2 separate regions of the Rattus norvegicus genome follow, and region 1 is linked to region 2. Evidence: chromatin contacts called from public Hi-C data. All regions are on one chromosome and are shown on one strand. Each heading gives the region's core, a stretch centred on a gene start, on an enhancer-like site or on the middle of the called end of the contact. The rest is flanking DNA. Distances are from core to core; before and after follow the strand shown.

What was found. Hi-C and Micro-C count contacts between places; a contact is called where the count stands out from the background.
Region 1: a contact with region 2 is called in a Hi-C map of frontal cortex, with 2.8 times the contacts expected there. The contact joins the promoter of Bcl11b here to the enhancer-like site in region 2. A contact is called at or near these places in 3 of 12 Hi-C or Micro-C datasets (the A7r5 cell line, Schwann cells and frontal cortex).

The regions. Positions count from the first base shown.
Region 1 is chr6:132,689,806-132,692,505 of GRCr8, forward strand. It overlaps Bcl11b (BCL11 transcription factor B), which reads right to left and starts at 1,297. Exons shown (of 4, transcript NM_001277287.1): 1 at 1,240-1,297. The coding sequence starts at 1,297.
Region 2 is chr6:130,509,017-130,511,716 of GRCr8, forward strand. No RefSeq gene overlaps it. Among named protein-coding and RNA genes, the nearest start is that of Trnap-agg18, 27 kb to the left of the region's middle. Within about 2 kb of position 1,420, at least 7 of the 93 cell types and tissues checked have an H3K27ac peak or open chromatin away from gene starts, as enhancers often do.

The DNA.
Region 1 (2,700 bases), core at 47-2,546, 2.2 Mb after region 2:
GCTCCAGCGCGGGGAGCCCGGCCCCAACGCAGTGAGGTGAGCGAAGAATTGCAAGATTACAACCTGCCTGAGGTCTCGATGGCACCCAGAGGAAATTTTATTTCTATTGCAATAAAAAAAATAATAAATAAAAAGCAACCGCAACCAAAAGAGAAAAAAAAAAAACCCGCGGGGAGAGACTCGCGCTGGCTGCGGCCAGGGCGTCCCAGAGCTCTGCAAGCCGACCTCGCTGGTGGCAGCGCCGGGACCCGGCGGGTTCCGGGAGAACTGTGTACCTGCGCGGCTCGCGCTGGCGTTTTCTTTTCTAAACGAACCCAGCTGGGGCGTTGGAAGCCGCTGAGTGTCTGCCCTGCTGCCTGACTTTGCCAGCCCCGCCACTTGCTTGAAATCCGGCGGATTTGCACTGCGACCTGCCTTGTTTATTTAGATGGGGAAGATGAAAGATACAGAGATAGAGAGATGGATAAGAGGATGATAGGTATTTTCTCCCCTTCCTTTTTTTTTTCTCCTCTTCATTTTTACTGTTACAAGAGCATCCCTCTTTTCCCACTCATGACTCTTTTTTTTAACTCGTGGCGGGGATTTTTTTTCACCAACCCAAAACCTCCCCCCACACCTTTTTTTTTTTTTTGAGTTGGGGGGGAAAGAAGACAAGACCGTCCCAGGAGACGGAGGTGGGGAAATGAGGAGGGGGTGCTCCAGCCCAGCAAACAGCTGCGCAGCTGGATTCTTTTGCAAATAGCGAGAGGAGGGGAGGGGACGGCGGCTTCGGAATCCTAGCAGCGGCGCGGTCGGCGCCCTGCCTGGCGGGGCGCAGCGACCGGGAACCCGAAGCCCGCGGCTACCCCTTTACCCTGCGGGTCCTCGGGTCCAGGGCTCACTCGGGGCTCCGTCCGCCCGCTTCTCCGAGCGCGGACCCACGCGCTCGCCAACTTTTCCCGGTTCCCCCTCCCCCTCCGCTCCCCGGCCCCCTCCCCCTCCTCTCCAAACCCCGCCACCAGCGCCGCCGCCGCCACACACGCCGCTTGGAGGGCCGAGCGTCCAGCCGGGCTCGGCGCGCACAGCCGCCTGCAAGCCCGCGCACCCCCTCCCCGGCCCGGAGCCCGCGGCGGCTGCCCCCGGCTGCAGAGAAACTTTCCCAGAGCCCCACGCTCGGCCTCTGAGCCCGGTTTGGTGTCCCCAGCCCCGGGCGCCCGGAGCCCCAGCCGCCGGCCCCTCGCGCGTGCGGCGGACACTTACGCGTGATGAGTTCCCTCTGGGACAAGTGCTGCGGGTTGCCCTGTTTGCGGCGGGACATTGCCCCGGCATCTATTCTGGCATCGCCCGGAAAGCTGCACAGATGCGGGCCGGGGAGGGGGTCTGAGCCGCCGCCGCCGCCGCCGCGCCTCCTCCTCCGCCCGGGTTGGTGCCTCTGCCCTTCCTCTCTTCCTCCTCTTCTTCTTCTTCTTCGTCTTTATTTTGCTTTTTCTTCTGGGCTGTGTTTTTGTTTTTGTTTTTGCAAAAAGAAAAAAGAAAAAGCCAGGAAGATGGCTTGCTCTAAAATAGAGAAAGGCTAAAATAAATTATAAAGCTGCTGTTGCTCGCCGCGGGCTGGCCGGTTTCTTTAAAAATATATTCTTTTGGAGGAAAAATATCTCTCACACTTCTTCAAAGTGCTTGGCCTCTTAGACTTGTAAATGTCTTCTTGAAGTTACGCCGGGTTTTGCACCGGCCTCTGACACTTTTCTTTCGGGGTCTGGTAGGTGGAACGCGCACTTCCACCCAAGGGGAGGGGGGAGGAAAAATGCAAACAAATTTCAAAAAAGCAAAAAAAAAAAAAAAGGCAAAGAAAACTTGGGGACTTGTCTCGTACCCCCTCACCCCGCCCCCTCAAAAAACCCGAAAGCAATGAAAAACTGCCTTGGTTCGGTTCTTTCTGGGTTTTCTGCGCGCTGCCTGCTTTTTTTCTTTCTCGGAGGCTGACCCCTCCGAGGCTCTGGGGGACTCCGGGAGCGGCTCCTTCCCGGGTCACCTGGCAGGCTGGCGCCGGCCGGAGGGGCTGCGGGTCCCCGCGTGCGCTCCCCAGCGCTGCCCGGCGCCGCCGGCCCAGGGGGAGCGGGACTGCGGGGCGGCTCGCCCAATGCGCCCGGGTCGGTGCGGGCGTGGACGGGAGCTATAGATTGCAACGTGAAGATGGCGGAGTCCGGGTTCTCCGGGAGCTCTCGGTCTCTCTGTGGCTGGGGCTGCCTCTGTACAATGGGATAAAATTCAAGTTCAAGTGCGGACGTGACGTTTAATCTGCTCTAGAGACAAAAAGACCCAGAGAGTCGGAGCACTGGGGGCGACTAGCGGTGGCTTTTTAACATTGTACCCTGTAAGAGAACAAGAAAGCACACACCGAGACACGCGCGCGCGCACTCACACACACTCGCCAGTGCGCACACCCGCAACCCAGGCCGGCCACACGTGCAAACTACTGTTTTTGTGAGCTGGTCTTATCACCGAGCACCGGCTTCGCAAAAGTGGGGGTGGGGGGGAGTAAATAAAATAAAATCTTGTCCCCACTCACTCTTCCTCCCCCGGGAGCCGGACTCCCTGAGAAAGGGGGCGGAGTGCTGTGTGAGTAACTGAGGTACACTGAGTCCAAGTAAGTCTAAACCCACCCACTCAAGAAGGAGGGCTGGAAATCGGGGGGGGGGGGGAGACTGAGGCGACAGATAC
Region 2 (2,700 bases), core at 170-2,669:
TTAGGAGCTGGGGTGTGATCAAGACAGCCCAACCAGAGGAAAGGAAGGGCACACACAGCCGTGCCCAAGGATGGATAGATGATTCCAGCCCAAAGTCCTGGTGGGGCGGTGAGCTGCAGCACATGCCTGCCTGCAGACTGGACATTCCCTTCCCGGGCCATTGTCTACACCTACTCTGGAAATCCGCTGTTGGCACCTCTGTCCTGACTGACTAAGGCGTGTGAGGGAACAGTATGTTGAAGACTGAGGGTGTAACAAGTTCAGTAGGACCCACACGTGCAGAGTCCTTCCTCGGGAGGTTTTCCATTTTTTTTTTTTTTTTACAGATTTATTCATTTATTATATGTAAGTACACTGTAGCTGTCTTCAGGCACACCAGAAGAGGGCATCAGATCTCTTTACAGATGGTTGTGAGCCACCATGTGGTTGCTGGGAATTGAACTCAGGACCTCTGGAAGAGTAGTCGGGTGCTCTTAACCGCTGAGCCATCTCTCCAGCCCGGTTTTCCTTTTTTTAAAAAAAAAAAACGTTTTGCTGTGTTTGGTAGCACGTGCACATGTGGAGGTCAGAGAGCATCTCATGGGAGTTAATTCCACCATGTGGGGATTGAACTCAGGCCGTTAGGTTTGATGGCAAATGCCTTCAAGCTGAGCCATCTTCCTGGCCCATGGGAAAGCCTTTTAAAAGTCTTTGGCATCCATCATTAATAAGTGCTGGGACCTCCACACCCACCTGACGCCAGTATGGCGTCTAACATCTCGGTCTCTCTTCTCTCAGGCTCTGCTTGCTTATTTTTCCTGACCTGCCCTTGAGGGGTTTCCATTTTTACATGCCTACATTCCCCTTAGTGGCCCCTAAATCTTCATACTCAATGTGGTGTGTCTGTGTGTGTGTGCACCCAGGAGCTTGACCAAATGACAGTGCCCATCCCCCTTCCAAGTGTGGCAGCTTACAGCCTGAACAGAAGACACTAGACATCCACCCAACCGGAGAGGGGGAAGCACGGGTTTCTGGTGGTGCTTGTCTGTCTGGTTCTAATTACAGCTTCTACTGAAGGCTCAAGGGGAGGGTACATGGTGAACAATACGTAGCTCTGTCGGGAGGCAGTGGGCTGGGGGCGGGACAGGAGCAGGGCTGTCAGGAAGAGGAGAAATGGGGACAGGTCCTTGGGAACCTTTGCTCGAGAAGGACTGGATATCCATCTCCATACCCAGGGTCCCCTGCTCATCAGGGCAGGAATGTGTGTGCCTTCTGCCTGCTCCAGTCCCTGAACAACCATGCCACTCAGCAGTAGTGGGACCTGGCCTGTGCCCCGACTAAGATTGGTTCCCCGGGCTTGTGGGGCTTTGGCCTAGCAGCTCGGCCTGACAGCCTGTCACACATATTACTTAGGCCACCTTCTGCTCACTACACTCAGCTGCACCAACAGGACCAACATGTAGGCAGGGAGTCGGATGTTAGCAGGGCGTGGCTTCTCTGTGTACCCATCCATCCAAGCTCAGTGACTGGCAGGAGTGGGATACGTAGGCTGAGCACCCCAGGCCACGTGTGGCCTGCTCAACCCCATGGCTGCTCCCTTCTAGGTGCTCTGAAGCTTTTGTCCCAACTCCTCTGCCCAGCACCGACCTTCAGGCTTCCCCTAATAGATTTGTCTCTTCTGAGATGGTCAAGGTATTTCAGGCTGGGCTATGTCCTCTGTTCTCAAAGCACTCTGGCTCAGTTTTGGTCCTTTGTGTGAATGGGGAGCAGTTCCTGGGAACTTGGGGAGGCTATGTTTTACGTGTCTGTAGGAACCACATGGTGACTGGACCAAGCTCTGTCATGAAGAGCTTCCTGTGTACCGGAGAATGTGCCAGTGTCTAGGACTTTATATCCTAGACATGCTGGTGTATCACATGGATGATCTCTGGGTATTCTCCCAGTAAACCTTTGAAACATACACTCCCCATTGTAGATAGGAAGAAAGGGATATGGAGAGAATACTTTCCAAGGTCTGTACCTTCTGGGCGTCTGAGCCAGTTGCCAGTGACGGGACAGAGCAGGGCTCCTGGCTCTTCAGGCACAGTCCCAGCTCTCTGCAACATTCCGTTCCACTTCTCAAACAACCTGATGGGGATTGGGTCGCTCTAAGGATTCAGAGAAAGCCGACAGTTTGCTTAAGAACATCAGCCGGGAACTGTGGGAGCTAGGATTCAAACCTCTGACTTCTTAAACAGACCTCAAAGAAACAGTTCCTGGGTCTTGAAGTTTGAGTACCGATGAGTCCTCAAAGCAGAAACCACCTGCTGTGTCCCAGTCCAAGCTTGTGGGAAAAGGTTCTGACCTGAAGGTTCTTGTTTCTGTTTACTGAGCACCATGACAGGAAACCCAGCTGGGGGAGCCTGGTAACTGAAAGGTTCTTACAGAGTTGAAGGGAGAACCCCTTACAGTAGTAATCACTTCCTCACTTTCTCTCATGTCTTCACCCCCTGGCTAGGGCAGGTTCTGACTGAGAAAAGCAATCAGGGCCAAAGGAAGCATAGCGTAAGCTGGCCCTAGAAAGTGGCTTCTGGGTTTCAACACACTGTTGTTGGCCTATAACTCATATGATAAAAAAAAAAAAAATCCTGAATTTGTTATCACTGCCCCAATACCTCCTTAGCTCTGGGTTGCTAAGATCATCAAGGGAGATCAATACCAAATTTACATTTGGTGTTAACA